2 separate regions of the Pan troglodytes genome follow, and region 2 is linked to region 1. A link is a contact called in public HiChIP or PLAC-seq data. All regions are on one chromosome and are shown on one strand. The core of a region is the stretch at or near the end of the contact, and the rest is flanking DNA. Distances in the headings are between cores, read along the strand shown. Region 1 holds the start of CFAP97D1 (CFAP97 domain containing 1). Region 2 overlaps LOC107969155 (a long non-coding RNA gene).

The links. HiChIP or PLAC-seq counts read pairs in DNA pulled down with a chosen protein or histone mark.
Region 2: a contact with region 1 is called in an H3K4me3 HiChIP or PLAC-seq map of stem cell-derived excitatory neurons, with 5 times the contacts expected there. The contact joins the enhancer-like site here to the promoter of CFAP97D1 in region 1. A contact is called at or near these places in 6 of 7 Hi-C or Micro-C datasets (blood, induced pluripotent stem cells, a lymphoblastoid cell line and 2 more), 1 of 1 datasets of contacts at active chromatin or transcription factors (stem cell-derived excitatory neurons) and 1 of 1 other capture datasets (stem cell-derived neural stem cells).

What each region holds. Positions count from the first base shown.
Region 1 is chr19:24,118,724-24,123,959 of NHGRI_mPanTro3-v2.0_pri, reverse strand. It overlaps CFAP97D1 (CFAP97 domain containing 1), which reads left to right and starts at 2,876. Exons shown (of 7, transcript XM_001153338.6): 1 at 2,876-2,973; 2 at 3,779-5,079. The coding sequence starts at 4,956. DUSP3 (dual specificity phosphatase 3) reads right to left here and starts at 3,527. Exons shown (of 3, transcript XM_016931727.3): 1 at 3,285-3,527. The coding sequence starts at 3,409.
Region 2 is chr19:24,201,400-24,206,971 of NHGRI_mPanTro3-v2.0_pri, reverse strand. All of the region lies in intron 2 of LOC107969155 (a long non-coding RNA gene), which reads left to right. Among named protein-coding and RNA genes, the nearest start is that of MEOX1, 34 kb to the left of the region's middle. Within about 2 kb of position 1,966, at least 6 of the 24 cell types and tissues checked have an H3K27ac peak or open chromatin away from gene starts, as enhancers often do. A contact at or near this core is called in stem cell-derived excitatory neurons, where this site is marked.

The DNA.
Region 1 (5,236 bases), core at 1,627-4,126:
TGATTGTGCTTCTGTGTTTAGACATCCAGGCTGTGAGCTCCTTGAGAGAGGAACCATGTCTGCTTTAAGTCTGTTTCCCCACCATCTGCTATAGTACCTGCTACATAGTAGGTGCTGAATAAATAAGCGGTGAATGAGTGCAAAAGAATAAATTTGTCACGTACCAGGCAGCCCCCTCCCTGCCCCCAGAGGGATCCTACCTACCACATTCCACTGGCTACGTTTCCAAAGCTCTTTTGGGTGATTTAGTACTTGGGGAGTAAGTGGCCCCAACAGAACTATGGGAGGTTACAAAATAATTTATCTAAGGTCGGGTGCAGTGGCTCACACCTGTAATCCCAGCACTCTGGGAAGCCGAGGCAGGTGGATCACCTGAGGTCAGGAGTTCGGGACCAGCCTGGCCAACATGGTGAAACCCCGTCTCTACTAAAAATACAAAAGTGAGCCGGGTGTGGTGGTACATGCCTGTAATCCCAGCTACTCTGGGATTACAGAGGCTGAGACAGGAGAATCACTTGAACCCGGGAGGTGGAGGTTGCAGTGTGCCGAGATTGTGCCACTGCACTCTAGCCCAGGTGACAGAGTGAGACTCCGTCTCGAAAAATAAAATAAAATAAAATAAAATAAAAATAATAATTGGTCTGAATGGTGAAAAGGCCCCTTTATTTCATCTCACAAAACATCCCAGTCCAAATAGCAGTTTATACTTTATAAAATGCCACCTCCTGTGTGATCTTGTTTGCCCACTGCGAGCAGCCCTGTGAGGAACAAGGATGGCAATATCCCTGCTTAACAGAGCTTGAACTCAGGCCCAACAGGATGAGCAGAGGGATGGGCACAGGCCCCGTGTGCTGCTGGTGGCAGATCTGGGAGAAGACCTCCTTTCTCCCGACATCCAGCCCTGCTCTATCTTCCACCTCACTCTGCCCCTCATGCCCACATCTGCTGCAAAACCCCCAAGGCCTGGCACATGTGGCTCACACAGGCTCTGGCTCTGCCTTGTGAGGACGTGGCTGCGGCCCTGATTTTGTTAAGGGGATGGAGCCCAAATCCTCATGGTGCTTGGTGCTCACTGATCCTCCCTGTTGAGGAACCCCCACACCCCTGGCCAAGTCAAGGTCAGAGGTGCTTAGAGGGCAAGGGATGTATTTTCTACAGTGGCCATCAGCAATTGCCACTCTGGCTACACCAGACGTGTACAACCTTGGTTTCCACTTGGGAAGTGATGACAGCTGAATGGCCAACCTGCCCAAGCAAGCGGGATTCCTGAGGCTAACAAGGCCTGCTTGCTGCTTGGTGCAAGAGGAAGGGTGTCTCTAGAGCTTTCCAATTCCTGAAGCCTTTGGCTGACACTGTGGGACTCTGTTTATTCCTGCTTAGGACACCGCGCAAGACTGTGAAGCAGTGGCTGATAGAAAAAAACACTTTGAAGAGTCACTCCCATTCATCTCCCTTCTCTAATACTTTTTTTTTTTGAGATGGAGTTTCGCTCTTGTTGCCCAGTTGGAGTGCAATGGTACGATCTTGGCTCACTGTAACCTCCACCTCCCGTGTTCAAATGATTCTCCTGCCTCAGCCTCCGGAGTAGCTGGGATCACAGGCGCCAGCCACCACGCCCAGCTAATTTTTATATTTTTAGTAGAGACAGGGTTTCACCATGTTGGTCAGGCTGGTCTCGAACTGCTGACCTCAGGTGATCCACCTGCCTCGGCCTCCCAAAGTGCTGGGATTACAGGCGTGAGCCATCGCGCCAGGCCTCTAATACTATTAATAATTCAACATTCAAAAAATTTACAATTATCATTATTACTATCTCTACTATGAATGAACATTGTACAGTGCCTGACATAAAGCAGGTGCTCAGACTGGTGAATGAATGATGGAATGGATGAGAACTGTCCCCATGAGGCTGGGGCCTGATGGACCCCTTCTAGTTCCATGATGACCCCCATTTCCGTGGCAGTCCTTGGCAGGCTAAACAGCAGGTCATAGCGGAGGTCAGGAAATACATACATGAACAAGACATTGACCCTGTCCTTGTAGTCCCTCACACACTCTGAGCCACCATTTCCTCCTCTGTAAAATGGGAGGAGGGTTAGTTTTGAGTTTTCAACATGCCATCCTTGGGCTGAGCCATGAAGCTTAGGATTTTGGTAACTGGGTCCTCAGAGTATCATGAAAATCCAACCTGAGCCTTTCCAAGGCTGTACAGGCATGCTAATATATTCTTTCTTGTGGCTCCTATTTCACATCTCAGAATGTTAACACTGGTTCTTTCCTGCTGATTAGACATTCTTACTAGAAAAAAATTTTTAAATTTAAATTAAAAAAAATCTCTTACTGGCCGGGTGCGGTGGCTCACGCCTGTAATCCCAGCACTTTTGGAGGCCGAGGTGGGCGGATCATGAGGTCAGGAGTTTGAGACCAGCCTGGCCAAGAGACCAGCCTGGCCAATATGGTGAAACCCCGTCTCTACTAAAAATACAAAAATTAGCCAGGCGTGGTGGCGGGCGCCTGTAATCCCAGCTACTCGGGAGGCTGAGGCAGGAGAATTGCTTGAACCCAGGAGGCAGAGGTTGCAGTGAGCCGAGATCTCGCCATTGCACTCCAGCCTGGGTGACAGAGCCTGGGGGTGAAAGGTCAAGAGCCTTTTCTAGGTGGTGGCTCAGGTCCTTAGGGGGGTTATCACTGGACCGTTCTAGAATCTCCTGTAAATCAAATCACATCTGGAAGGTGGGGGCCTGGAAATCCCGGCCCAGCTCCCCGGACTCGCTCGTTTGGGGTGTTTAGGTTCCCTGATCCGGGACTGCCGGGCCGGGAAAATTCCATGCCCGAATTGTGACGTCGGCCCGTTGCCATGGCGGCGAAGGCAGACATTCCGCGGTGACCTCACTGCAGAACCAGGCAGCTGTCACATGACGCGCGGGCAGGAGACCGGCCGGGCGACCGAGGGCCACCTGTTAAGTGAACATGGTAGCCCCGACCCCGCCCAAGGCCAAGCCCCAAGCGGGTGGCGGCTGGGACCCGGGCAGGCGCCACCCGGGCTCCGTGCACCCCGCTACGGGGAAGGGCCGCGCCCGGCCAGGCAGGGTTCCAGTTCCTTGGCCCCACGCGCGGGGGTAGGCGTCGACTCCAGGCCCCTCCCAAGCCCCCGCTGTGGCTCCCGGAGGGGCCATCGCGCCCGGGCTCCCCCAACCCAAGACTCGCGACACCCCGACCCCAGCCTCGGGTGGGCGGGGCGTCCCGAGAGGGACGGCGGGGCCGGGCTCGCGAAAGGGACTCACGCGTTGCCCACGTAGATCCGCGGGGTGACCTCGTTGCAGGGCTGGCTCGGGAGGCTGTAGCAGCCGCTGCCGTCCGAGAGCAGGTCGTTGAGATCCTGCACCGAGAGCTCGAACGAGCCCGACATGGCGGCGGCGGGGCCCTGCACGCCCGGCAGGAGCAAGCGAGGCGGAGAGCGGCGGGTCAGCTGGGCGGGGGCTCGCGCCGGGAGCCGCCCCGTCCCGCCCCTGGGGCGGGCCCGCCGGGCTCCGGGAGCTGCGGAGCGCGGGCGCCGTGACGCGGGGGCCCCGCGCGCCACTCCTGGGCGCGTCCCGGGGGGAAGACGCCACCGCCCTGGAGTCTCAGGGGTCCTCGCCCCATCCCGGTCCAGGCCGTTTGTGTATCTTTGTAAACTGGCAAGCGCTGTAACTTCCTTCCCTGAATTAAATGCAGGGCCCAATAAACATTTCGTGGCGGGGGTACACCTAGGGGTCGCTTCAGTCTTTCATGATTACAGGGACCGCCGGGTTCGGCTCGTGAGCGGCTCCCTGCAGTGGAGGCACCACCCGGGCGCTTGACAGAATCCCCGCCCCAGCCCAGCCCTGCTGGATCAGAGTGGACATTTTACGGACCCCAGGAGGTCCCTACGATCAAAGTCTGAGAAGCCCTACTCTGCGGCGCATCTGCTTTCAACATTCATTGAGAGTCATCGTCGTGCTTAAAAGCAGTCAGGTTTGGAATTCTGAGGAATTACTTAACCTGAGCCTGTTTGCAGAAAAAAAAAAAAAAAAAAAAAAAGCGGGATAGTAATGGTACCTAATTCTAGGGTTGCTGGAAGGGTTAAATGTGACATTCAAAGAAGGCACCCAGCACTGCATGGCGAGCACTCAATAAGTGTTAGTCCTTCATCAACAAATGCGTTGAGCACCCAGTGGGTGCTATACCCTGTGCTGGGGTGGAGATAAATCAGACTTCTGCAGCCCTTCCTGGAGCAGATGCCAGCCCACCATAAGCCACTCAGCATTTCCTGAACTCCCACTAAGTACAAAAGATAGTCTCTGTACTGGAGGAAAGCCGCCCTCCCCTACTGCCATGAAAAACTGGCAGTTTCCTTCCTGCAAAAGGGCAAATTTGGCCTTGAATTCAGGAACCCCACATCCTGAGCCCAGTCCTGCCACCAACTTGGTTCTTGAGTAACGTTGCTGCTGCTGTGGTCTTCAGTTTCCTCATTTGCAAAAGGAATTGGATCCGATTATCATTAGGGTCAACTTTCTCCTCCCCCAAAACTTGTGGTCTTGCACCTTCAGGGGAGCTATTGCAGTGGAGACTACTTAGCTGATAGCCCAAGATGTGTAACCAAGGCTGGAATTTCTGTATCCCTCACCCCACCCCGTGCCTGCCCACCCCTCCCGGTGCACCACTTCTTTCCTTCTGGTGTTGGCTGGCAGCATCTGCATTCTAAGCAGGGGGGAAAGCTTTCGAGTTCTTTGACCTTCATCTTGACTTGAGCCGAGGTTAGCATTAAAAACACAAGCCCAGAGGCAGCCAGCCATGCTCTGCTGCTCCTACTCCCTTCCCGGGACCTGTCCCTGATGTCATAACTGGGTAACTATGACAGCTTGTCATGGGGACAGCTAGGCACCTCACAGAGGAGTCTGGGTACCTCATTTCTGAAGTGAGACTAGGAAGAGAAGATGAACAATTCCCTGGATTATCTGGCCTACCCTGTTATCGTCTCTAATCACAGGCAAAGCACAACCTTCAGAAAGAAACTGGACTTTGGCCACTACGTATCTCACAAGAATAGAATACAAATAGGTATGTGGGCAGTTTGGGCTGGACACTGCTATTAGGGATTTTGGAATGGTACCCCATAAAGAGATCAACAGTAAACCAGACCAGGTCACAGCTTTGGGATGATATGGCCTTATCTGCTGAGTTTGGGGAAGAGGGCATTAGCACCAATAACAAAATG
Region 2 (5,572 bases), core at 717-3,216, 84 kb before region 1:
TGTGAGTGATAGCTTGTCTCTGGCAGCACAGCAGCCACACCCAACCAATCCAGACCTCAGTCATGAGGGTGCCAATCACAGCTAACATGTTTTTTTTTGAGACGGGGTTTTGCTCTGTCGCCCAGGCTGGAGTGCAGTGGCGCGATCTTGGTTCACTGCAGCCTCTGCCTCCTGGGTTCAAGCGATTCTCCTGCCTCAGCCTCCTGAGTAGCTGGGATTACAGGCACCTGCCACCACGCCCGGCTAATTGTATTTTTAGTAGAGATGGGGGTTTCACTATGTTGGCCAGGCTGGCCTTGAACTCCTGACCTTGTGAGCCACCTGCCTCAGCTTCCCAAAGTGCTGGGATTACAGGTGTGAGCCACCGCACCTGGCCCACATAGCTAACATTTAATCAGCACATACAGGGCCATGCTCATCATTTTTTGTGCACAATGCCATTTAACCTTCACAACAGCCTGTGAGAAGGTGTGTTAGCCTCATTTTACAGAGGAAGAAACTAAGGCCCAGAGAAGTTATGCAACTTGCCCAAGGACACACAGCTTGAAGGAGCTGAGGTTTAACCCGTTTCTACGGGGTCTGAATCCTCCTTACCACCCCTATCTCCCCTGACTCCCAGGTTGTGTTTGGTGTACTTGGGTAGTGTCCAGCTGACAAATGAGATTTTTTAGCTTCAGACAGTCTATGCCATGTAGAAATGCACCCAGGACTGTGCATATTAGGGAGGTTTGCAAATGTGTCCACATTAGATAATTTTTCTCAAAATGCCCCTCACTGAACTTCTGTCATGCAGTATGTACTGAGCACCTGCCTCTTGCTAGGTCCCGGGAGAGAGGATGAAGAGGGCAGAGCCCCCACCCTCAGGGGACCTGAAAAATGGGAGTCCTTTGTGCTCATGGAAGCAGGGCCTTGGGGCCTCAGCACTATGGACATTTGGGGCCGGGTAATTCTTTGTTGTGGGGGGCTGTCCTGTAGATTGCAGGATGCTCCGCCGCATCCCTTGCCCCTGCCCTCTAGAAGCCAGTAGCACCCTCCAGTTTTGACAACCATAAAATGTCTCCAGACATTGCTCCCAGTTGAGAGCCACTTCATTAAAGAAAAAAAAAAAAAAGAGAGACTTCTGTATCCTCTATACATGGACTGAATTTCACTGACATTTCTCTAAAATAACTGAATCTATTTCTACACTCATTTTTTTTTACCAGCTGCCATTTTATATATTTTTCTTTTCTTTCTTTTTTTAAGAAACAGGGTCTCACTCTGTCACCCAGGCTGGAGTGCAGCCTCGACCTCCTGGGCTCAAGCAATCCTCCCACCTCAGCCTCCCCAGTAGCTGGCACGCCACCGTGCCCGGCTATTTATTTTATTTTATTTTATTTTTTTTGTGGAGACAGGGTCTCCCAATGTTGTTCAGGCTGGTCTCAAACTCCTGGGTTTAAGCAATTCTTCTGCCTTCATTTCCCAGAGTGTTAGGATTGCAGGCGTGAGCCACTGCACCCGGCCATTTTATTTCTTAACAAAGCACAAATCAAATGTACAATGCAGCTAGATTTTCCTTTATAAATAATGTCTAATGGATTTGTTTCTGTCAGCTGCCTAGAACATTCTGGTATCCCAGACAGAAGTGCAACACCAGGTGGAGGTGTTGCAGCTGAGAAGTTCTGACCAGCATACCAGCACCCCCTTAAAAGCTGTCTATACTTGTGGTTCTCAGCTAGGCTGCCACAGAATCGCCCAAGTCTTAAAAAAACAGGTCTCTGTCCTACTGCTTGAGATGCTGGTTCTCTAGGTCTGAGGCTCTGGCACCTGTGTGTTTTTAAAACTTTACAAATAATTTAAATTTAAAAGCGCCTTCAAGTCCACAACAACAGAATATTTCCCTCCACTCCTCATTGTCCTGGAGTTCTCTAACAGTGCAGTTCTACAACTGGACACACGATGTCGCTTTTCAGCCACAGTTCTCACTAAGCGGCCCCACAGGGCGGCAGGTGCCTTCTGCAGAGAGAGAGAGATGGCCTTGGCTGACAGGCCAAGACCGGGCATCCTGGCTCCTCCTCTGTACAGACTTTTCACAGATGTGAACTCTCCCTACTCCCTGTCTTCTGCCCCCAAATGAAGCCTCTCAGCTGGCAAGAGCTGAGAACTACCAAGCGAGCCATTGCTAGTTTCTATTGTGTTTGGAACCACAAAAGGCAGAATTATTAAGGCTGTAAAGGACCTCAGAGCATCTGGTGCAGTGAGTTTCCAACTTGTAAAAATCTGATGTGATCTCGGACAAGTCACTTAACCCCCTGCCTCAATTTCTTCATCTGTAAAATAGGATAGGAATATATCTTGCCCGTCTGATTGTTATGAAGACAAAGAGAACAAATGCACATAAAGCCCGTGACCATGTGCTTTGTGAATGGAAGCTTTAATTAGTTATTCATTTATTTTATTATTTATTTTTATTTATTTATTTATTTTTGAGACATAGTCTCGCTCTGTTGCCCAGGCTGGAGTGCAATGGTGCGACCTCGGCTCACTGCAACCTCCATCTCCCGGATTCAAACAATTCTCCTGCCTCAGCCTTCTGAGTAGCTGGGATTACAGGTGCCTGTCACCATGGCCAGCTAGTTTTTATATTTTTAGTAGAGACTGGGTTTCACCATGTTGGCCAGGGTGGTCTCAAACTCCTGACCTCATGATCTGCCCGCTTTGGCCTCCCAAAGGAAGCTTTTATTTTTATTATAGTTTTACATAAGGATAAATTCAGCCTTAGTGAAGGGAAGTGACTTGCCCAAGATCATACAGTGAGACTGCTGGATCTGGGGCTCTACCTCAGAATTTTTTTTTGAGATGGAGTTTCACTCTGTTGCCCAGGCTGGAGTGCAGTGGCACAATCTCGGCTCACTGCAACCTCCACCTCCCGGGTTCAAGCGATTCTCCTGCCTCAGCATCCCTGATAGCTGGGACTACAGGCTCCCACCACCACGCCCAGCTAATTTTTATATTTTGAGTAGAGACAGGGTTTCACCATGTTGGCCAGGCTGGTCTCAACCTGCCTGGCCTCCCAGAGTGCTGAGATTACAGGTGTGAGCCACCACACCAGTCTACTGCCATTGTCTACTGCCATTGTCCATGATTTTTCCTACAGGGAAAATCACAATCCCAGAAGATAAGACAAAGAACAGTAAAAGGTGGCTTTTGAGGCAGTGAGTTCTACCTGAAGGTGGGAACAGCCCAGAGTGTCTGGGGACAGAGTGGTAAATTCTACTCAAGCCTTCCCATGGCTTTGTGGGTGAGGATGAGTTTCTACCCTGAAGCTCGGCCTGTTCAGCCATAAAATCAGGATAATGGTGGCTGTGCCTCCTTAGAGTAGAATGAGAATCAGAGCAGAACAAGGGAAAGCTGCAGTGACTTGTCAGGTGTCAACCTTCAGCATGATGGGAGAGCCATGGGACCCTTCCCCTTTCCCTAAGAGAGCCAGCCCTCACAGCAGGCCTGGGATCCAATGCCCAGCACCCAGCTGGGAGCCCAGGGACCTTGGCCAAAATCTGGTTCTGCTTCAACTTGGTGCCCGGCCTTTGTCAAGTCACTTCCTCATTTGCAAACTGGGAGAGTTTGGATGAAACTATTGAATGAAATTATTTTGGGGGTTTCTTTCTGGCTCTCAGTCCTCGCATGCTCACCATGTCCCCTTCAATTTCATTAGCACAGCCCAACAAAGGGTTAAGCAGTGGCAGTTCCTCTCGTTCTTTGGTTAGGACAGGAAGGTCAGGGGTGAGGCCAATACAAGAGGTAGCCGCCACAGCTGATGCTGGAAATGACAATAGTTCCTTCCTAGACTCACATTTGTCCCCTCTCCCTGAAGCTTTGCCTGCAGTGCCCTCGTAAAGAAGTTGGCAAGAAGCAGGAGTGAGGCTCAGCCCCTCTCTGAAATGGATACGCCGGTTGCTCCCCCTCATGGCTGGTCTCATTTGCCTTCTTCATTTTTAGACACATTCCAAACTTTTCAGCAAATTATAGTGTTTGCCAACTGGCCGTCTGGGGCCCAGGAGAGATGCTATTTATAGCGATGCTGGGATGCTGCCATCCCAGAGCAGCCTGGTAAGAAACGGAGCCAGAGTGCCTGGGAGTGGCGTCCTGCACCCTGGGGAGAGGCCAGGGCCCTGGAGCAGGGTGGCAAAGCTGGTGGCCCGTGGCAAGGACCACCGGCACATCCCCCGCCTGCCTGGGCCCTGGGGTCTGTGCCCATACCCCACACGGGGGGCCGCTTCCGTGCTCCTTGGAGAGACGATGGTGCTGCGGGGCCACTGAGCACAGTCAAGGCTAAGACCCACCATAGGTCAGCCCTTGCTCATGCTGACTGTTGCCCCATTTCCCTTCATTCTCTCACTCGTTCATTCCTCAGAATCTGCATCCTGGTTTTGTCACTACCTGGAGTTGTAAAGATACCACCAAGCTCACCTTGTGGTGTGAGCCTTGATTTTCCCCATCTGTGTAAAGGGTGGATCTGAGCTCCAAAGTTCCTTCTAGTCATATGCAGAGTGCATAATAAATGTGTTTGTATTCCCACTGTGCTCAGTGGGCACTGGGGCATGCAGAAGAGAAATTGGAATAAATGTGACCCTTGTCCTCCAGAGGCTCAGTACCAGACTGGAACCAGGACCCAGATGAGGGGCCTACCCAGAGAGGGCAGCGTGCTCTCCTATTTGTGTTAGGCGTTACCATTTACAAAGGGCTTTACGGCTTTGAAGGTCCCCACAACGCCCTGAGGAGGTGAAGTGTGGCAATGCCCGTTCACTCGGGAAAATACTGCATCTCAGAGAGACCAAGGGACTCGCTTAAGGTCACACAGATACAGTAAGTAAGTAGGGAAAGAGCCGGGGCCTCTGGGCTCCTTTTCCAGGGCTCTGGCCTTGGTTTTAACCCGTTCTCCTAGACCTCTCAGTCTCTGGGCCTCCCCTCTGTGTTCCCCACCCCTACTTTCCATCAAGAGCTCAGTTCTCTTAAGTTCTATATTCTCTCTTCCCCACCCCTAGAAATCTCTGCCCGCTTCCAGAAAAGGCTTTGATTCCGTCATTTTTGGCATTTCCCACCCAGGAATCAAGGCTGCCTCCTCTGCGAGGAAGGCGTGTGGAAGGCGAGCAGCTGAGGACACCTCTTTTTAAGAGAAGCTTCTCCATGTTCTTAGCCAGGTTATATAACTTCTTTTGCTTCTTTCTTTTCCACATTCTCCATATTTTTCACAATGAGGATGTGTCACTTCTATAGTTAAAAATGGAAATCTTCATTTAAAAGAACAATCAGACACAAAGCAAGGTATGCTTACCTTCCCAATGACCAAGGAGCAGGGAGACATTGGTCGTGGAGGCCATAGGTGACCAGCCTTGAGGGAAGGGAAGGAAGGGGAGGTGCAGGGAGGCGCAGCGGAGGCACCCGAGTGTGCTCTACGAATGTAAGTCTGCCAGCTGCTCCTCTGTGCCTAGCACCCTGGAAAGCGCCCACACACAGTGGGCCCTCAGCAAACTCCCACTGAGCAAAGGGCCCTGTGAGTAAGGACCTAGAAGCAGGGTGTGCTTGAGGCATG